4 separate regions of the Mus musculus genome follow, and regions 1, 3 and 4 are each linked to region 2. A link is a contact called in public promoter capture Hi-C data. All regions are on one chromosome and are shown on one strand. Each heading gives the region's core, a stretch centred on a gene start, on an enhancer-like site or on the middle of the called end of the contact. The rest is flanking DNA. Distances are from core to core; before and after follow the strand shown. Region 1 holds the start of E130310I04Rik (RIKEN cDNA E130310I04 gene). Region 2 holds the start of Gtf2e1 (general transcription factor II E, polypeptide 1 (alpha subunit)). Region 3 holds the start of Ccdc14 (coiled-coil domain containing 14). Region 4 holds the start of Hacd2 (3-hydroxyacyl-CoA dehydratase 2).

Region 1 (5,336 bases), core at 1,809-4,308, 2.6 Mb after region 2:
TATTCGTGAGGCTGCACACATGCAAATATAAAAGTGCACATTCCTATGTGCATAACATTCCTTTTCACCCCTCCTCCACTTTAATTCTTTTCCCCTTCTTTTTAGTTTTAAGTGAATTTAAATAAATAAATTTATTTTAAAATAATTCAATATCAATTTTAACTGTATATTTATTTTGTGGATATTCATATGTACACACATATTCCTTCTCACCTCTCCTCCATTTTATTTATTTATTTATTTATTTATTTATTTATTTATTTATGATGAGTTAAGGCCTAACGTGGGCCTGGAACTCATTCCCTAGTCAAAGATGAACCTGAACTTCTGATCCTCCTGACTGGTGTTCAGTACGTTTAGTACTTCTATTACCCCAGGACACCTGGTGTATGTGGTGCTGGGCTCAGAACTCAAGGTTTCACAGTCCCTAGACAGGCAGGCACTCTACCCATTGAAGCCTACCCCTAATCTCCTGTCTCCTTCTTTGATATACTAGCTTAATCTTTGCTGCCTGGGACTCATTTGCTCCCAGAGAGCCACCTCCCATCACTGCAGGCAGCCTCACTGTGAGGCTGGTGGCCTCCTGTAAGGAGCCACTTCTCCTGGTTGTTTTAAGTCCTGTCAAGGCCACTTCCTACTTTCCCCGGCGACACAGGAGGCCTCCTGCAACTGGTGGAGGAGGAATTGTGAGCCGCTTTCACTGGTTGTTGAAAATGTTCTCTTAGAAATTCTGTTTGTTCTGAAGGATATATTGGTCTTTTTAAGAAACATTTCTGGTGTTGGCAAAGATGTTTATTATTCTAAATCCTCTTAGCGGCAAGTGGCTCAAGTCCTCTGGAAATCAGCTAAGGAAGTGAAGGAGCCTGCTTGGGGGGTGAGGGTGGGGGTAGGGGAGGAGAAGTCCTTACTGTCCCTGCCCCAGACCTTCTGGCAGACTTAGTCATGGAGCTTTATACAAGTAAAGACCCTGGCCATTGGCCGACTGCCTTCTCTCTGGTTTGCTCTGGAAAAAAACAACTTGGAGAGATCAACGTTGCTGAAGAGTTGCTGTGTGCACCTACCCTTGGTACAGGCACCACTAATTTACACGTGGTGGGGCTTCCCTCAGCCAGTACAGGAGAAGGTGCAGACCATGGGGGAGGAGGCTCGCATGACAAGCAGAATGTGAAGGGATTTGAACACGAACATTCAGAGAGTCTTGCATGTTTGTCTTAGTGTTCCACTCTCATCACTATTTTAGGAGACTAAAGGGTCAGGCCCGCATGTGACCAGCAGAAGGACAAACCTCCCTGGAACATGGTGCTGGGCCTGTGTGCTTTATAACCCTGACGCTCTTGGACCACAAAGGTTCAGGAGTGCTAGGAGTGTAGGATCCCTCCTCCGTGCTTATCCTCAGAGCTGTGTCTGATGCTCTTTATCCTTTCCAAGTACAGAGCCCACATGAGTTGAACTAACTACCGGGTGGGACCAGGGTTCTCCCATGAGCCTCTCTGCTAAAGACAGACACATCTGGCCTGGACAGTGCCTGACAAACAAGAGACTGGCTCGCTGGCTACGGCTGGACCCATGCTTCCTCGGAATTCTCCCAGGGCTCCCTGGAGACATGGCTGGCAGAATGGGAAATCCTTCCAGCTGCAAGAGTTTGTGCTCAGTAGAGGGTGGCTACTGCTGGGAAACCAGAGAACCTTGTCTGTGATGCTTCCCAACAGCCCGGCTTCCCTTTGCCCTCTTTGTGTTTGCCCACACCATGTCTGTCTGGGCTGGGCCTGCAGAGATGGCCAAGCACTGATCCTGAATCCAACAGCTACTGGCCTAAACTACGGCACACGCTTGGAAAGAGGCTCTAAGAGGCTGAGGCTGAGGCTGAATTCACGGTGCTGGTTAGTTTTAACTGTCAGTCTGATACAACCGTGAATCAACTGGGAAGAAAGCCTTAACAAGGAATTACACAGATCAGGTTGGCCTGTGGGTGTATCTATGGGGAATGTCTTGACTGTTATCTGAGGCAGGAAGACTCAGGCCATTGTGGCTGTAGATTCCCTAGGCAGGGCAAACCGGATAGTATGAGGGGAGTAAGCTAACTGAGAGCAAGAGAGCACACCGCGATGCATTTGGTCTCTCGGCTCTTGGCCATGAATGTGAAATGACTAGCGACCTGAGTTCTAGCCTAGCCTAGCCCTGAGATGGTGGACTGTAAGCCAGAATTGTGAGCCAATCCACTCTTTTCTCCCTATGTTGCTTTTAGTCAGGGTGCATTATCAGAGCAAGCCGGAACACTCACTAGTCATGGACAAAGCCACAGGAGAGTCCCACAACCCTGTGCATCCAGACAGGGTTCCGTCCTTTCTATGCTGTCAGGCAGAATGAGACCAAGCTAGTGTCATGCTTACACTGGTAAGCCGGGAATCTCTAAGGCGTATCTCCAGCCCTTCCAAATCACATCAGCTTTAAACTCAGAATGTAGTTGGTGTAGGTTGGGTTCTTGATACTTTGTTTTTCTCCCTTAGAGTTAGGAGGAGGCCTGTTATTCTTGTGTTGGGTGAGTGACATTAAAGAATCCATCTGGATCCCCTGCTCCTCCCTCATCCTCTCCCAGGTCACACAGAACAGCCCAGAAGGCGCAGGCGCAGGCCCAGGCCAGGCTGCAAACCTCATTCTTATGCTGCTTCTTAAAATACAATAATTAGCCTCGGAAATAGCTAAGTATCCCTCACTTAAACCAACTTGGGGGGGGGGAAGGGCTAGCTTTTGTTGATTTGAAAATGAGACTCTTGAGTGATCTGAAAAGAAGGCAGCTCTTCAGAGAATATGCCACAAGAGACTTCTGCAGCTAAGGAGCACAAGTCACTTTTAAGTGGCCTTATTTAGTCGGCCCATCAAGTGGATGCGTTTCAAGTGCTTGAAAACTGTCCAGAATAGGTGGAACAATATCTACTTTATCTCATTTGTGTTTATATCTACTTAATAAACCCCAATCAGATAATATGCAGATGTCCCTGGAGACACACAGGTAAATCAGGTTAATCCTGGTTTACTTTGGCCTAAGTCTAAATTCATGGGCTTTGAATGGATGTAGCTGTGCTGTGGCCATCAATACGAGTCCTCATTTTATTGAGCGATTCTATTCTTAGCTCTGGGGTGGGGGAGGCAGACAGAGAGCCTGCTCCCCATTCCATTCCCCTCCTAGGACGGCATTTAACATGTTGCTCCTGCCAGCTGGCAGGCAGCCACACCGATGGCCCTGTCAGCACCGGCAGTGGAGAATGAGAAACTCAACCATAAAAGGTCAGAACTGCAGCTCCCGCAGTGGGGCTGGGGGAAGGGGAGTGTGGCACGGCCCGGGGTGGCCCCGATTGGGGTAGGGGGCACTGGTTTCAGAAAGGCAGTTTAAAGTTGTTGACCCCACACAGGGGCAGATAGATGGGAAGGCTGAGGAAGAGGTTTCTCTGTCTTAGAGAGATTCTTCACTCTTTAGCCATCCACAGGCCATGGGCACATCTGGAGGGCAGGCTTTTGAGAGTCTGAAATGAGTTCTTCCCTTAGTTTCCCTTCTGCATGGCTGGAGACATACCTATCCACTTTGGGCCTAAGGTGAGGATAGGAGATAAAGATGGAGAAGGAAGACTGGGACCAAAGTTAGGGACCACAGAGTGACAGCACTAAGAGAGCCTCTGAGTCCTCTCCAACTGCCAACTTCATGCTTGGGACATTCCTCAGATCCCCGCTGTGGCTCATGAATCCTTTCTAACACTCTTTTGTTCTGTAGGTGTGAGCCCTGCTGTGAAGTTGGGGACTAGTCTTCACACTGAACCCAAAGGAGCCCCTTTGTCTAATTGAAACCCTGTAAGCTTGAAAGCCAAGATTGACTGGAAAACCTACTCAAATCTAATGTGTATGCAATTAAATACCAGGCCAAAGTCTTTCAGGAGCCCCATATATGGAGGCCCACACAGGCATACAACACAGTCTACTGTCCCCCTAGCTGCACCTTCTTGTGTCCCTCTACTGTACTATATGCATCTGCCACAAGGGGAACCATGACCGAGGGAAAACAGTGAGCATCACCCATGGGAGGAAGCCACATAGAAAGCGATTTAGATGTGTCAGAAGACAGATCGGAACGTAAAAACAGTTACTAGGAAAGAAGGCAACACCAAATCTTGAGACTCGGTCTAAATAGGGGTTCAGCTTACTGGGAACTCAGAGATATAGAAAGGGGAAGAACTTAGGGTTAGCAATCACAGTGACCTTAGAGAAACAGTCTCTCTAGACCAAGCAACATGGGATTAAGGGGCAGGTAGCTGCAGAGGGCCAGAGGCCAAGGGGTGAGGCTGCTCTGCCACCGGGTTAGCCCAGGGGCTGGGGCACAGAAAGCAGAGCACTGCAGGAAGGCCAATCGATGCAGGGGGTGGGGGTGGGGTAATGCCTGTGCTGTTGGAACAAGCGGGGGATGAAAAGCTGAGTGAGCTGAGGATGGTGGAGTCCTGAGAACCTGGGAACTGGACCAAAGAAAAGAACCCTCCTCAAGGTACAGGAGCCATTGATGGCATGGTGTACAGGTACCTGGAGGTCTGGAGGCCACCAAGTTCAGAGGAGTCTAATGCCTCGTAGTTCTCAGTGAAGCTAGAGGCCTAAGGGCTTTGTGTGTGTCCTGGGAGTGGGGAGGGGGCAGGGGGATGGCAACGGGGAACGTGTCTCCAGAGAAGGATAAAAGTTCTGAAGGTCACTGATACCTCCGTCTAGGGGCACCAGAGCATAGCCTGGAGTGTGTACATGATGCAGTCTCCGTGCTCCGACCCCTGAAAGTAAGAGGAAGTGGCCTTGATCCCAGGTGGGGATTTGCAGGCTTGAATCAGATGTCCCCCCACAAGTTCTTGCTTCCTAGTTGGTGGTTGTTTGAGGAGAATTAGGAGGTGTGGACTAGCTAGAGGAAGTATGTCCCTGGAGGGAGACTTTAAGGTTTCAAAAGATGTGAGCTGTCTCAAGTTGGTCCTGTCTGCTGTTTGTCTGTAGGTTGAGATGAGAGCTCTTGGTGCTGCTCCAGTGCGGTGGTGCCTGCCTGCCGCCATGCTCCCCACCGTGATGGTGATGGACCCTTATCCCTCTAGGAACATAAGCCCCAAATCAACCCAGCCTTCTCTAAGCTGTCTTGATCTGGTGCTTCAGCACAGCAAAAGAAAACTAAGACACAAAGGGAGTCAGACAGTGGGGGGCATGAGCCAGAGGAAGTGAACAATCCACCGAAAAGACCTGCGGCAGGAGGGCTTGGGATCTCTAATGGCCAGGAACGCCCGAGAAACAAGGAGGGGACTCAGGGAATGGAAGATGCTAGGGGG
Region 2 (4,963 bases), core at 2,419-4,918:
TGATGCACATAAAAAAATCTATAAAGGATAGAACATTTTCCAAGAATTACAAATCATACAAGATGTACTTCTATATAAAGTAGAATAACTTATATAACAAATAGGATGTTTATCCTCAAAAAACAAACTATAATCTAAAAGAAACTACAAAATGACTGTGAAAAACACATTAATTAAAAATGAAATCCACAATGAAAAATAAGATTTTGAAAAACTTGAATACTGATAAAAAAGTTGTTACTGAATTTAATGTATATTATTTGAAAAACAGAGTCTATATATTAACATATTAAGCACAGTTGAGAGATGTTTAGTCAACTGGAAGGCAGGTATAAATGCATATTGCAGAAGGCAGTGAGAAAAATGAAGAAAAAAAAGGATATATGAGGATGGAGTTCAAAGTTAAAAACAACAAATCCACTAGAAAATCAATAGGAATGGGTGGAGGGAATGAAGACAGACAGACAGACAGACAGAGGAGAGGGCATCCTGAGCAGGACTTCTGAGTAGAAGACTGAGGTAGACCAAGACATAGGTTAGGTTAGCATTACGGCAAAACAGTACACACACACACACACACACACACACACACACACACACACACACAATCTCTTAAAAGCAGCTGGAGAAAAGAAATTCCCTTAAGAGGGAATAATAACTAATTGAATAGAAAAATTTTAATCAGTATATCAGAGCCTACACCACACAGCATCAAAGGACAGAGGAAAACAGCTGGTAATATCACTATCACTTCTTAATTTGTCCCCATTTCCTTTGTTTACTGTGTGTGTGTTTGTGGGAGTGCACGTGCCAGGGCATACATATGAAAGCCAGAGGACAGCTTGCTGGAGTTGGTTCTTGTTTCCACCATGTGAATCGGTAGGAACTGAACTTGGGTCCTTAGCCTCAACAGCAAGGGTGTTGACCTGGTGAGTTGTTCTAACAAGGCCCTGTACTTGTTCTTAATTCAGTGGTAAGAAAACGTGCCAACAGATGACAGACTTGCCCAGAATTAAACATTATGACTTAATTTAGTGGAAACTCTATCGAGTACCTAACTGTGACACAGAACAGACAGTCTACTCAAGGCTCTGGAAGTTTTTTCCTTTACATGGTATGACTAGGCCCAAATTTGCAGTCTTAGAGTTACAGCTTTAGGCAGAACTATTTATGGAAGATACTAACTTTATTATTTATGGAGGATATTAACATTATCACTCCAAATCTAGTGTTTAAAATAAAAGCCTGTGCAAACAGACAACTGGGCTCACGTGTTACTTTCGCTTCTCACGAGTTGAATGAATTTGGTTGTTATTTACTCCTCTATGACTGAGTTTCTGTGTTTGTATTTCACAGTTTAAGAAAGATGAAACAAGGAATGACAGTACTGACACACAGTGGGAGCTAAATCAATCCCAGTTATTAGTGTTAATTTTAATTAAGTCCTATAAATTAATCACGGGATCTGAAGGACTTATGCTTAGTATGACTAAGGAAAAACTAAACAAGAACACGCACTCTGATATCCACCGAGCAGCCCACAGTCCATGACGGATTTCCTAACACTTGATTGTGGCACAGAAGATGGACGAGTGAAGATTTCCCAACACCTGTAAAGATACAAGGTCTCTTTAGTCAGCTGAACATGGAACCCTAAATGGGACATTTATACCACCTCTTCCAAGCCAGGGAACATCTAACAAATTGTTTGAATACCTCCCGTGACAGGATCCATGATGCCATGCTACCATACTCAAAGGACTTTGGTGCCTACATGTAGGTCTGAAAAAAGCAGCTAACCACATGGTCCCAGACTTATCCTCTGAATGACGATGATGGTAATTCCACTTGCTTTCCTTCATCATGCCTATTAATTTTGAAGCAATGCTTCACCCCCTTTTAGATCTATTGGGCTCAGGCAATCTTTTCATTAACACTAAAGGGCACCTCTTCAAGAGCTAGGTGGAGAGGAAAGAGATGAGTCTTCTATTTTCATGGCTATGAGTCTTTTATTTGCGGGTGTGGAGTCACTCATTCATTTACCTGGCTGTTGTTAATTGTATCAAACACTTGGGAAATCTCTTTGTTGTGCAATGTTATATATAGACCTATCATTAATATTTACTTTTTATTATAAAAACTCTATTACCAAAAACTGAGAAAGTATAAAAAAAAAAAAACCAAACAACAACATCACCTTAGAGCACTATTGCCAGCCATATGACTTTCTCTATTATACCATGTTGTTATTGTGATCATATACAAAGTGTACTTAAAAACAAACAAAAGAACCGCATGGGGCTCAGTGCTTGCCCTACAAGCATGAGAACCCGAGTTGTGTTCACAGAACTGACACACAGCAGCCAGGCAAAGAGGCACACGTCTCTAATGTCAGTGCTGGGGAGGCAGAGAGAGGCAATCCCTGATGTTTGTTGGCCTGACAGCCTTAGCCTAGGGGCTCCAGGCCAAGGGGAGAGCTTGTCTTAAAGAAGGTCGGCGGCTGTAGTGGCTATTCTTGGTTGTCAGCTGGACTATATCTGGAATGAACTACAATCCAGAATTGGAGGGCTCACTGTGATCCTGATCTCGTGGCTGGGAGATTCAAGTTTCTGACCTGGATCTTGAGGCATAGTGGCTATGAATCCCAGGAGACTAAGACAAGGAGATCTCTGAGTTCAAGGTCATCTGGGACAAAGCAAGTCCCAGCACCAGGCAGGGAGGCCTACACCTTTAATCTGGGCTACACCTTCTGCTGGAGACCTACTTAAGGACATTGGAAGGAGGAAGATTCTTCTTCGTTTGCTTGCCTTGTGGGACTGAGCAACTGCTAGATCCTTGGACTTCCATTCACAGCTGCTGCTGACCATTGTTGGGGAGTTGGGCTACAGACCGTAGGTCATCAACAAATTCCCTTACTATAAGAAACTACCCATAAGTTCTGTGACTCTAGAGGACCCTGACTAATACAGTGGCAGAGGCAGGTGTATCTCTTCATTTTAGGCCTGCCTTGTTTATATAGTGAGTTTTAGACTAGCCTGATATACATAGCTAGTTCTACGTTAGTCAGGACTACTTAGTGAGACCATGTCTTACCCCACACCCACTCCCCAGCAACAAAGCTTGCAGTGGAAGAACTGGAATGTTTTTTGTGGCTCCTGGTAGGAGCTCTCCCCTCTCTGGAACCAAAACTTCTAGGCCAGCAGAACCTAGGGTTGTGGGGACAGGAAGCAAAAATTTTCCTAGAGGGTCACTAGGAGTGATAGTGAGTGGAACTAGTCCCTTTTCCACCCATAGACTCCGCGCCCCCCACCTCCCGCCACGCCACCACGTCGACAAAAGGAGCAAAGTCCTCTGGGAAGTGTAGTTTTAAGGTCTTGAAAGGAATTTCAGCTGTCGACCTAAGCGCTAGGCAGCTGGGGGGGTAAACAGCGAAGAGAGAGCGGTGTCGGGAAGCTCGGGCGTGTTGGTAGTCCCAGACGTGGGTTAAGCGGCTCACCTGAGTCTCCCAACACCAGAACCTTCACCCGATCCAGGGACGCCATCTTGCCACGATTTCCTTGAGGTTGACGCCCGTTCCTGGATTCTCACCAATCAGCGCAGGGCTTGTGGGCAGGGCAAATCATCTCATTGGTCGGTCAGAGCGTGACTGATCGAAAGCTTCGGGGTGCGGATTAGCGGGCGGTTTCCAAACCGGTCGCAGGAATTAGGCGTTCGTCCTTGTCTCGCAAGTGGCGTGGGCTGGCTGAAGCCGGTAGTTGAGGTGCTGAGGGCGGCTGTAGTGGGAGTGTTCGAGCATCCACTTGGGTAAACCTCATTCTCCCGTCCTTGTTCCCGGTTTCTGACCTGGCGTGGCATTTCATGGTTTCTTCTATCCGTCCCCTTCCTTGTCTAGTCCCCTCTCCTCGGCCACCTCTTGCTTTGGTCCTCTTCTTAGTCTTCTAAAGAACCATTGCCCCGGAGCGGCCCATGTGCGACCTCGGGTAGGACGGGCTTGGCGGCGTCGAGTGTGGCCCGGGAAGCCCCTGGGCGCGTCTGAGGGACTGTGGGGTCTCGGGGTCTGGACATGTCTGAACACAGCTGGTGGAGGGCACCTCGGTCCGGAGCTGTCTCCGTCGTAGGACGAAGGAATGGAGAGTTCGTAAAATACAGTAACAGAAAACTGTAGAGGCTCTGTAGGATCCACGTTCTTCTAGAACTTGGGAAGTAGTATTTAAAAATAGTCTAACTAAAAGGGCTTCCTGCACCCACTTTGTGTTTTTTTTTTAAATCCCTTTTCATCCAGCATAGTTTTTTCAAAAATCACAAGTTTAATGTAGTAGCTCCTTGCTTAAAGCAATTACAAGTTAAATTTAAAAAGAAAAAAAAAAGATGGCTTATAGCGCTCATTATTGGGATGCAGGTGTGAAACAAGTGATTTGTGTGGAAGCTGGCAGGATGGATATGCTACAAGAACACGTGCCCAGAGGATGTATTGAAAGTTCAGGTATCTCAGTAGAATATGCTAGGCGCTAGCATTAATGAACAAGAGGCCTTCGAAGTAGAAACTGTACAAATTCTGAGGAAATGCGAGGGAGAGTGTTGGATGCCACTGTTGGGGATTTGAGAAGGCCAGGAAACATTACCCAAAGCCTAACTACAGTAGGAGAAAGGTTTGGGCTTAGCTTTGAGGACTGAGGGTGGATATGAGGATGACTTTGCTAAAAAAGCAGAGTGGTTTGAACTTTTGATTCTCCCAGTTCCACACCAGGGGCACAGTGGTCCTTAAAAGTTTTTACAACTAGAATCTAGGTCTGGACTGGGTAAGGTGACGTTGGGAGATGAGATGCCTGATTACTGTGAAGAGAAGAAGATAAATGAAGACCACTAGCTACCACACCAAGAAGCCTCCACAGACAGAGAAGTTACTTAAGTGTCACCTGCCATAGAGACTAGCTAATATAGGAACATGGTCTGACTTTGGCCA
Region 3 (5,300 bases), core at 910-3,409, 2.8 Mb after region 2:
TTTTTTAAAAGAATATGATGCTCAAATTGTTTCAGAGTCAATCAGGAAGGGAGCTCCTTCTAGTTGGATACTTTAACATTTTTAACCAAATTCCAGAGCTTTGTTAGATCTTTTTTTTTTAAATAGAGAATGTCACAAAAATATTTAACATCTCCTCTATCTTAACAAAATAAAGTATTACCTACAGGTACAATATATCTCACTGACTCCTAGATTTCGTACACTTAAAACTTATACCTATTGAGTAGCAACCCCATGCTCTCTATAGCCACGGCTCTGCTTCTGAATTGGGCTACCTCAGACACACGTATGGGAAAGCAAGCAGCAGCTGTCCTCTAGGAACAGCTGAGTCCACTAAGTCAGTCTCACACATCACACACACTGCTACTGCATACGGCAGACCTCCCTTAAGGCTGAGTAATATTCCATTAGATGTATGTGACCGTAATTTCTTTACCCACTCACTCAGAGATATTTAGGTTGTTTCTATGTCTTAGCTGTTGCGACGAATGCAACAATGCAAGGAATCGCAAACAGCTCTTTAAAATCTTGATTTCAGCTCTTTTGAATAAGTACCAGTAATGAAGCTGGCTGGGTCACCTTAGCTCTACTTTAAGTGGTTTGGGTTTTTTTGAGACTGGATCTCACTGTTATTCAAGTTGGCCTTGAGCTCATGATCCTCCTGCCTCGGGTTCCCAAATACTAGGGCTACACTTGTGCACTGTCGTGCTCGGCTTATTTTCTGAGGAAGCTATACTAGTTATATTCTCACCAGGACTATACAAGAGTACCAATTTCTCAACACCATCACCAATACTTATTTTGTGATAGAAAATATTTTAACTTCCATTTCTTTGATGACTACAGCATATTTCCCTAGACATATTGACAACATGCAACCATTCAAAAAAGGAAGTCTCAAGACAGGGTTTTTTTTTTGGGGGGGAGGGGGGAGTGCAAAATATACATTAGCAAGAAAGACAACATTATAGGTATGTTGTTAAATGGTGGGAAACAAAGTAAAACCCCAAGTCTACTATATGCCAAGTGCTTTCTAAATCTCCAAGACAGAGATGAAATATTCTAGTAGTAGACTAGCACCAGGTCCAACATGAAGTGATTTGTGGAAGATTGCAAGATGCGGAAGGTGGCCTGAAGCACGCCCAACTAGCGGAGATGTGATGGTGTTGGAAAAATATTCTAGAGACGGTTCTTGACATGAGGGCTAGAAGGAAAATAGAATTAACAGGCCCACCATAATTTGAAAAGACGTGGGAGCACGAAAGGTCAGAACGCCCAGGGCACAGCAGGGCTAAAACTAGTTTAGCTCTATTGGACCTGATTGGATGGGGCGGGAACTGCAAAGGATCCAAAATGGCTCTGTTCCAAGCCAAATGTGTATCTTGAAAATGGGTTTCCCTGTCGTACTTGGAGCAGTTACTAGAGAACATCAAGAGTCACGCGTTTGAGAACGGAGGGCGGGTACAGCCACTTACTGGGAGACTCCAACAACAGAGACAGAAGATCAGTTAAGAGAAGCACCGAGAAGCTGAATCCGGGGAGAGGATTAACTCAAGCTAAGATCCTAAGAACTTCTCTGATAGAGATGTTATTAGGCAGTCGGACAAATGACCAAGTCGGGCAAATTACTGGCTTTGTAGAGGCACAATTGCTGGATAACTACGTAATATTGGAAACAACTGCAAAGCACAGAGCGGGAAGGAGGTCACTGCACTGGTGATAAAGGCTGGGCTTCGAACCCGGGGTCTGACACCAAACTGCGCTCTGGAAGACTGGCACGGCCGCCCTGAATAAAGCATTCATCTAGGGACGTCCTCACCACTTCGGGCGCGCCGCAGTTACTATTTTTTTTCTAGCACCTTCCTAAATCCCCCTCGCCTCTCGCCACCCCACAGTGGACTCATCAGGTCCGCAGCCCTCACCTGGCCCGGTCGAGATCCGGACCTGACCATTTCTCTCAGCCTCAGAAGAGCCCAGGCGTAGGGAAACGAATACTTGAGAAAAAAAGAATTAACCGCCGAGATGTCCGGACCTCCCTTGTCCCGCCCCCTGAGCTTCCGCTTCCGGGAAGAAGGCCGCGGACCGCCGGGACTCATAGCCTCCTTGGCGCTAAAAGGTTTTCCTTCGGGTCGGAACCTGGAGCCCTGGGCGTGCGCAACAGACTCCGCGTGCTCCAGCTTGCCACGCCCAGGCGGAGAGTGGGAGAGGCCAACAGACGGCCCGGGGGGCGGGGCGGACGCGGGGGCGGGGCCTGATGTGGGCGGGGCCTTGCGGGAGGGGCGGGGCGAGGAACTCGTTGGCTTTGCAGCATTCTTCAAACTGGTTGAAGTGGGAACCAGGGCCTGCTAGCCCATTGGGTAAAGGACTACCGCTGGATTTCAGAAGCTTTGTGTACTGTTTTAAGTGTATTTGTTCTTGAGAGTCAATAGAAATCTAACCTGAACAGTGTTCAATGGTTTGGCTGTCTACTTTTTCTATCGAGATAATTGCTGTTGATAAAGGATGGCAGTATTTTTTACCACTGATAGCTGCACTAAATAGAGAATGGTGTTTGAGACACTATATTTGGGATTGTTTTAAATCAAGTTGGAGAGAAATTAACCCGGTTGACTCTTCTTTCTATGGTAAGATGGCTACCTTTGTTAAAAAAAAAAAAAAAAAAAAAAAGGGTTGTGTTGATTTTAAAACCCTGGGACCTGTAGAGACTTAGTGGATAAGAGCAACTCTTGCCCTTGCAAAGAACTCAGGTTGGATACCCACAGGTAGTGGGTCACAACCATGTGACTCCAATTTCAGAAGATCTAGTACTCTCTTCTGCCTCCTCAGGCACCAGTTGTACAAGTGGTACTCACATATGCATACGACATTTTAAAGAAGGATATATATGTATACACACGCGCGCGCGCATAATTTTGCTTGGCCTGAAACTTACAATGTAGACCATACTGGTCTGAAATTCACAAAGACCCTCCTGTTTTTGCCTACCTAATGCTGGTGCTAAAGGTGTATGCTATCACACCCTACTTAAATAAACCTTTTTTAAAAAATGAATTTAAATGGGGCTGGAGAGATGGCTTAGTGGTTAAGAGCACTGACTGCTCTTCCAGACATTCTGAGTTCAATTCCCTGCAATCACATGATGGCTCACAACCATCTGTAATAGGATCTGATGCCCTCTTCTGGTGTGTCTGAACAGCTACAGTGTACTCACATATATAAAATAAATAAATAATTCTTTTTAAAAAAATTAGTTAAAATGTAGCTGAATAGGTAGCACATAAGTTAAGAGCACTAGATACAACTGCAGAGGATCTGAGTTCAATTCCTAGCATCAGCTCACAGCTGTCTACAACTTCAGTTCCAGGGAATCCAGTGCGCTTTTCTGGCCTCTGGTCCCCAGCATGTAGTACACAGACATACACACAAGGAAAACATCTATACATGTAAGAATTTAAAAATAAATAAAATAAAAATATATACATTATATAAATAAAATTATATGCATATATATACACATATACATATTCCACAAGTAAAATCTTCCCATCTGTATAGTAAACACTCCAAGTGGAGGGATTTTAGTATTAGTTGTGTTGGCCACAAGGCAGCATGTTCCCCAGGATACTTATGAATGCCACCTAAAACAAATCTTAAATCTTACTTAAAATGATGAGGTGAAGGTTTTGCAATTTATTTTTAGTAGCTCTGTCTTAGTCAGGGTTTCTATTCCTGCACAAACATCATGACCAAGAAGTAGTTGGGGAGGAAAGAGTTTATTCAGCTTACACTTCCATACTGCTGTTCATCACCAAGGAAGTCAGGACTGGAACTCAAGCAGGTCAGGAAGCAGGAGCTGATGCAGAGGCCATGGAGGGATGTTCTTTACTAGCTTGCTTCCCCTGGCTTGCTCAGCCTGCTCTCTTATAGAACCCAAGACTGCCAGCCCAGAGATGGTCCCACCCACAAGGGGCCTTTCCCCCTTGATCACTAATTGAGAAAATACCCCACAGCTTGATCTAACGGAGGTACTTCCCCAACTGAAGCTCCTTTCTCTGTGATAACCCCAGCCTGTGTCAAGTTGACACATAAAACCAGCCAGTACAAGCTCTATTGGGGTTCTCCAGTGTGACCTTTGTAGGTGGCAACCTTATGCCTCAATTTCAAATTTCAAAAGGTTGACCATACCTAAATGACCTTAAAACTCTCCTTTCTTTCCCCATCCTTCTGGTAAGCATTCACCTGAAATCAAGGATGTTTCCCTTTCTCTTTCTTTATAAGTGTGTGTGTGTGTGTGTGTGTGTGTGTGTCCCTGTATGGGTTTGTGCACATGAGTGCAAAGCCTTCAGAGTCCAGAAGAGGGCATTGGATCCTGGTGTGGGCACGGAGCTTCTTGTAATCACTAGGACTGGGTATATTCAGCATGCAGGGGTGTCTCCCCAATGAAGGAAATTAAAAAAACAAAAAAACAAAAAAACATTTATTTCATCCAGAAAGCCAGGAGTGGGTTTTGTTAACAGCCTGATAAACTCTTTGCTGTCTATGGAGTAGCTCTCACCCAGTCCCCAGCATGACTGTCCCAGACTCTCCTCCCTAGGCCATTACCCATCCTTAGGGGAGGTCACATGTACTCTATAGCCTTGTTGAGCTCTATGCTGTGGGTCAGAGACCACACTAGATTCTAGTCCTTTTAGCTAAGGAACCCACCCTCACAGTCACATGTAGTCCGTAAAGGAGTTTCTATGTAGTCACACCTTAAGCTTTATTGAGTACCTGGAGTTGGTCTGATTGGACCAATTGTTGCCTGGAAACCTTTTCCCACATCGTACTGTGTTTTAAATATGCTGACAATGAGCTACCTGGTATTAGAGTCCCCGAAGTCTGATCCAGATTGACTAAGTCAGTCTGCGCTGGGTTCTCACTCTTACCTCTTCGCCTCCCCACGTGATCCCTCAGGGACCCTCTGAGGACCTCCTGGAGCTAGAGTTACAGGTAGCTGTGTATCCCCTGAGGTCGGTGATGGAGACTGAACTCAGGTCTTCTGACAGAGCCGGAAATGCTCTTAATCACAATGACATCTCTCTCCTTCCCCAGAGGTGGCTTTTAAATTTGATTTTCTTAAACATTTCTTCCTTAATTAGTACATACTTATATTTTGAATATATGTAAAAAGAGAGAAAAAAAAAGAAAGAAAAGAAAAGTTACCTATAACCCATATGACTCTTTGGTGTGTTTCCTTCCAGATTTTTTCTCTATGTGAATATTCATCTATAAATATACTT
Region 4 (5,185 bases), core at 1,156-3,655, 2.5 Mb after region 2:
GGTCATTAAGGCCCATCTCAGAAAGAGCAGATTCAACTAAATGTACACACTCAACTAGGCAACAGTATATATGTTCTACACCTACAAACTATCATAGAGGGACATTAAATAAGGGTTTATAACAGAAGAAATAAATTCCTTACTAGCTTAACTGGCCAGCATGGGCAGTAACAAATTAATGTTCAAGTTGATTAAAGCATTAACTTCCCTCTCAAAATTCCGATTTCTGGGCTGGAGAGATGACTCAGTGGTTAAGAGCACTGACCTGCTCTTCCAGAGTTCAGTTCCCAGCAGCCACATGGTGGCCCGCAGCCACCTGGAATGAGACCTGATGCCCTCTTCTGGTGGGTCTGAAGACAGCAACAGAATACTCCCATACATACATAAGTAAGACCCTACTCCTCATTCTTGTGTTCATCGCCCAGAAAGGAGGTCTTTCCTCATTAGAGGACTGTGACATCGCTCTTCAATACAATGCTTCTACCAACATCTTTGCTAGAACAGGAATCGTACATATATGTGTATAGAGAGAGTTCTAAATGTTCTCCTAAAAAAATAATAATCTGGGGACATTTATGAGAACAACAACTTGTAGCTGCAATAGTTCTTTATTGACTTAAGTTTAGATCCAGGGATTTTGAGAACTTGTATAATCACATGCAAGCCTGTGTTCCTTTCTTTTCTTTTTCTTTTTTGTCTTTTTGGTTTTGTTTTTCTTTGAGACAGGATTACACTGTGTAGCCCTGGCTATCCTGAAACTTGCTCTGGAGACCAGGCTGTTCTTTAACTCAGAGATCCACCATGCCCAGCCTGAGGGCATGTTGTTTCAACACCTCCTATCTGCAATACTAACAATCAGCCTACCACCCTCCAAGCCTATTTCTTCATTAAAAAGCAACATAATTTCTTTAGGCTTACAACGTTTGTGCAAGTGTGTATTATTGGCCTGTGCTAATACCAGCATCTGAGGAACATACAAAATTAGCTGATTCAAGTAAAGTGATTTGAAACAGGGTTTCACCGTATATATGCATTTTGTGTATATTTTAAGTTTTGATCCCTGCCAACGTATTTCCTACTGTAAAAGATAATTAAGAATGGATTTTCAAAATACAGTTTTAAATTTTTTCTGTATACTTGAAAGTCTTACAAAAAAAAAAAAAAAGCCATAGTGCTAGCACAGTAGTAGAGTACAAGCAAGTGTGAGGCCCTAAGTTCAATCGCCAGCACCAGTAAACAAACGGATGAATGCTTGCTAGGGAGTCAAGAGTGGTGTGGCACAGGCCCCTGATTCCAACAGTCACAAGATTGAGGCAGGAGAATCACAAGTTCCAGGCGAGCCAGGACTACATAATGAGTTCTGGTCAAAAAGAAAAAAGAAAAAAAAAAAAAAAAAAAAAAAAAACGGGAAAAGAAAGAGAAAAGGGAAGGGAGAACAGAAGGCAGGAGAAATTGCACCTAAGAAGTTTTACGACTTAGGAATTTCCTGACAATTTAAATTTATATGGTGATCCAGCTCACCAAAACCACCGGATTGCGAAACTGGATTCACCTAGCCCAACTCTACCTAACTGGGGGGGAAACAAAAAAACAAAAACAAACAAAAAAAAAAAAAAACCAAACCCACTAGAGACCCAGAGAAAGAAGCAGGTTTCTTCAAAGTCCCAGGGCGAGTTGTGTGAGAACTGGAACTAAAAGCCCTGCTATGAAGAGACAGACTTGAAATGGGGTAGACACCATCCCCAGAGTCGATTCTCTCCCTATCTCAACTTGCCCCAAGAAAATCTAAGTAATCCCCCTCCAAAGTCTCCGCCCCGGTCTCGGACCGCTCCGGCTCGGGCGGCTGGCGGAAAACTTCGACCACGTTCCTACCGCCTCCCAGACGAACGCTCCCGCCTGGGTTTTGAAAGCGGCCGCCTAAATGAATGATCTCCGCAGCCAGGCGGGCTTCCTCGCCGGGCTGGGGAAGTGCTGACCGGCCGCCCGGGGCTGGCCTCCGCGCCGCGCCGCGCCGCACCTGTGGCCCGCCCGCTCGCCCGCCCGCCCGCTCGCCCCGCCGCGGCCCTGACCAGGCAGCTCTGCGGCCAGCCTGCCCCATGCTCGCCCCGCGGCCGCCCCGGGCTGCGGGTCCGACCCCGCCGGTCACAGAGCTCGCTCCCCGCCTCCCCGGGGAGGGAGCTCCAGCCTCACCCCGCCGTCATCACCACATTGTAGATGACCAGGTACGCCGTGGCCACAGGCCCGGGGCCCTTCTTCTTCCGCGCGCCGCTGCTGTCGCCAGCCCCGACTCGGCCACTGCCGCCCCCATTCCCCTTGGTCGCTGCAGTCGCCGCCGCTGCCGCCATGTCAAGCGCCCGCAACCCCGCTCCCCTCGCGCCTGCACCTCAGACCCAACTGGGCTCTACGAGGGGGCGGAGGAAGGGACGAGGGAGAGGCGGGGCCGCGGCACGGGGCGGAGCCGGGACAGCGCCCACGGGGGCCGCCATCTTGGATGAGGGCAAAGACGCTCCAGGCGCTCGTCTCCGTAGCCGCCATCTTGGATAGGGGTAATTTCCTCCCAACTTCCGGCGCACAATCCGTGTGGGCATCCAGCGCCAGGTTTGATCAGGTTAATGTGAACCTGGGCCTCACTTGTCAGGCCTGTTCTTACGGATAATTTGTCTCTGGTCATTTGCTATCTTATGACCATCTCTTCCTGCTGGATCCAAATGATATGTCCTGGTCCTCGGTAACTTTAGCCTCTACCAGGTACCAGGTATCTTTACCCCTGTACACAGTTGCCCAAGTAGCTAGAGGGTGATTGACGTCAGTTAAGCTGTGTGTCCTGTTCAGAGAGCAGAAGGAACCAGCATTTTTGTAACATATTATCTTTCTCTTCTAATTGTAGCCAACTCGGGGAAATAGCCTTCAACAATTTCTTCCCTGTCTTTGGATTTTTTTTTTTTTAAACCTGCTCTCTTGGACACTCCCAACAGTCTCTAAAGGTTAGCCAGTTTTTCTCCATTTGTAGGCCTGCTTTTTATTAAAGAGGATTAAGGTCAATCAGTGGTTAGTGGTGGACCTTGTAAGGCAGTAAAGAGTTGTTTATACCTACAGGTTATGGGCTAGGTGGGAGGGAAATACTTCTACTGAGTTAGATCAGAAATAACTTCTGAAAGCTCCTTTAATCTGCTGACCCCACTCATTTCTTTTTTTAGTACTTTCTTCATAAAAAGTACCTTACTATCAGTGTTCATAAATATACTGGCATTTATGTAATGTAATAAAATATGTATTGATTCCAAGAAGTACTTGTGGAGCATATACAAGGTTGTATTGGAAAATATACATATTTCAAAATAAATGAAAGAAACAAACGTCGTCAGTCTTCAAGAGATTACACAGAAGGATCCAGGAATGAATCGATATGAATTAGCTGGTGAAAAGTGGTATCAGAAAATTATTACAATGATCCAGGTCACAATGATAGTGATTTAAGCCAGTGTGATAATAGTTGAAGTGAGGAACATTGAATTCTCAGAATATTTTAGAGTTAGTGAAATGTGTTGGGTAGAACATTTGGTTTTAAAGGAAGGTAAAAGGAGCATTCAGATTGCTTGGGAGAACAAGCTGTAAAAAGAAGTAAGTTTGAGCTGGACGGTGGTGGCTCAGGCCTTTAATCCCAGCACTTGGGAGGCAGAGGCAGGCGGATTTCTGAGTTCGAGGCCAGCCTGGTCTACAGAGTGAGTTCCAGGACAGCCAGGGCTACACAGAGAAACCCTGTCTCCCCAAACCAAAAACCAAAAAATAAAAAAAAGAAGAAGAAGAAGTAAGTTTGAAGGCAGAAGTCAGGACTTTTATGTTTAGCTTGAAATCCTTTTTAGAAATGTAAGTGGAAATGTGGAAGAGACAATTAGATTTAGACTCTGAGGTTCAGGAAGACCTGCAGGCTAGAGATTTGAGAGCTTCAGGATGCTAGGATTGAAAGTCATGATGCACCCCCAGAAACTGAGAGGTAGGAGCAGAGAAATTGCTGAATTCTCATCCTTACCTGCTCTCAAAGACTGTAAAGACATCCTGCTGCCTTTTCCCCTGACTTTTAAAAGAACATGTGAAGGAGGAAGGTACAGGTTTAGTTTTCAACATCCCTTACTCCATCATCTGACCTCAAAAATCACCAAGCACACACATGGTACATATACATACATGCAGGTGAAACACTCCTACAATAAATAAATCTTAAATAAAATAAAAACCAAGCCAAAAAAAAAACCCCAAAAACTAAAATCCAAAAATGCAAACCACCCCCGCACCTCTCATAAAGGAGTGAACTATTTTTCAAAACAATCATTCACTTTAAAACTCTCATTCATTTAACTGACTCTCTTTTCAGTATAATACAATAGGAAAGTAAGAGTCACAAAGGCATAAAGTTGGAAATCAACTTAAAACTCAGAATATATTTTTGTAGTTATTTATACCCATCAGCTCTGCAAAGTACAGGTGATCTTTTTAATTACACATAAATATCACTGGGGAGGGGAGATAGAATAGATTTTGTGGGTTGACTAGGAACAAGTGGGGATGGAAACAGGATGGGTCAGATGAGGGGTGAGTAGAGGAAGAGAGTCCTGGGAGAGACTACTGGAATTGGGAGGCATTTCAGGAGCAAGGTAGAAACTCCATGCAATGGAAACTCCCAAGAATCATAGTGATGGGGAATATGGAGCCTGTATCAGCCATCTGATGTAACCAGGCAAGACTTCCAGAAAAGGGATTGGGTCACCAACCTAGCCACAAAACCTTCAACCTACAATTTCTCCTTTCTGAAAGTGTGCTGGGGTAAAGGTGGCTCAGAATTTGTGGGAGTGGCCAATCAATGACTGGTCTAGCTTAAGAGCCATGAGAGGAGAGGGAGCCCAATGGACCTGACACTCCCTGAAGGCCAGGAACCAGAGCTGGATAGCCCAGACAGACACCTAGGATAGAACCAAACACAACCAGAAAAAAAAACAAAGATCAATGAGACAATTCTTACTGAGACTTTACTATACTTGTGGGCCAGAGCCTACCAAAATTGTCAACAAAGAAACTCCATCCAGCATCTGATAGGAGCTGATAGAGAGACACACCGTCAAACATTAGACACAGCCCAGGGAATCCTGTGGAAGAGGGGGAGGAAAAGATTGCAGGAGCCAGAAGGGTC

Evidence for each region. Promoter capture Hi-C pulls out the DNA fragments that hold promoters and counts their contacts. Capture Hi-C pulls out chosen DNA fragments and counts their contacts.
Region 1: a promoter capture Hi-C map of pre-B cells shows a contact between it and region 2, with 3 times the contacts expected there. The contact joins the promoter of E130310I04Rik here to the promoter of Gtf2e1 in region 2. A contact is called at or near these places in 2 of 39 promoter capture datasets (liver and pre-B cells).
Region 3: a promoter capture Hi-C map of pre-B cells shows a contact between it and region 2, with 4 times the contacts expected there. The contact joins the promoter of Ccdc14 here to the promoter of Gtf2e1 in region 2. A contact is called at or near these places in 2 of 39 promoter capture datasets (liver and pre-B cells), 1 of 484 Hi-C or Micro-C datasets (CD4 T cells) and 1 of 9 other capture datasets (liver).
Region 4: a contact with region 2 is called in a promoter capture Hi-C map of liver, with 4 times the contacts expected there. The contact joins the promoter of Hacd2 here to the promoter of Gtf2e1 in region 2. A contact is called at or near these places in 2 of 39 promoter capture datasets (liver and pre-B cells), 2 of 484 Hi-C or Micro-C datasets (CD4 T cells and natural killer cells) and 2 of 9 other capture datasets (adipose tissue and liver).

What each region holds. Positions count from the first base shown.
Region 1 is chr16:34,956,716-34,962,051 of GRCm38.p6, reverse strand. It overlaps E130310I04Rik (RIKEN cDNA E130310I04 gene), which reads left to right and starts at 3,058. Exons shown (of 4, transcript NR_045723.1): 1 at 3,058-3,285. The region is part of intron 21 of Mylk (myosin, light polypeptide kinase); the gene reads right to left.
Region 2 is chr16:37,538,494-37,543,456 of GRCm38.p6, reverse strand. It overlaps Gtf2e1 (general transcription factor II E, polypeptide 1 (alpha subunit)), which reads left to right and starts at 3,668. Exons shown (of 5, transcript NM_028812.4): 1 at 3,668-3,804. It overlaps Rabl3 (RAB, member RAS oncogene family-like 3), which reads right to left and starts at 3,563. Exons shown (of 8, transcript NM_001042499.1): 1 at 3,497-3,563; 2 at 1,519-1,610. The coding sequence starts at 3,542.
Region 3 is chr16:34,687,475-34,692,774 of GRCm38.p6, reverse strand. Ccdc14 (coiled-coil domain containing 14) reads right to left here and starts at 2,159. Exons shown (of 13, transcript NM_172824.3): 1 at 1,944-2,159. The coding sequence starts at 2,117. It overlaps Gm35150 (a long non-coding RNA gene), which reads left to right and starts at 2,069. Exons shown (of 4, transcript XR_876043.1): 1 at 2,069-2,137; 2 at 5,262-5,300.
Region 4 is chr16:35,019,641-35,024,825 of GRCm38.p6, reverse strand. Hacd2 (3-hydroxyacyl-CoA dehydratase 2) reads right to left here and starts at 2,405. Exons shown (of 7, transcript NM_023587.2): 1 at 2,191-2,405. The coding sequence starts at 2,345. LOC105246106 (a long non-coding RNA gene) reads left to right here and starts at 2,481. Exons shown (of 5, transcript XR_876048.3): 1 at 2,481-2,755; 2 at 2,888-2,984.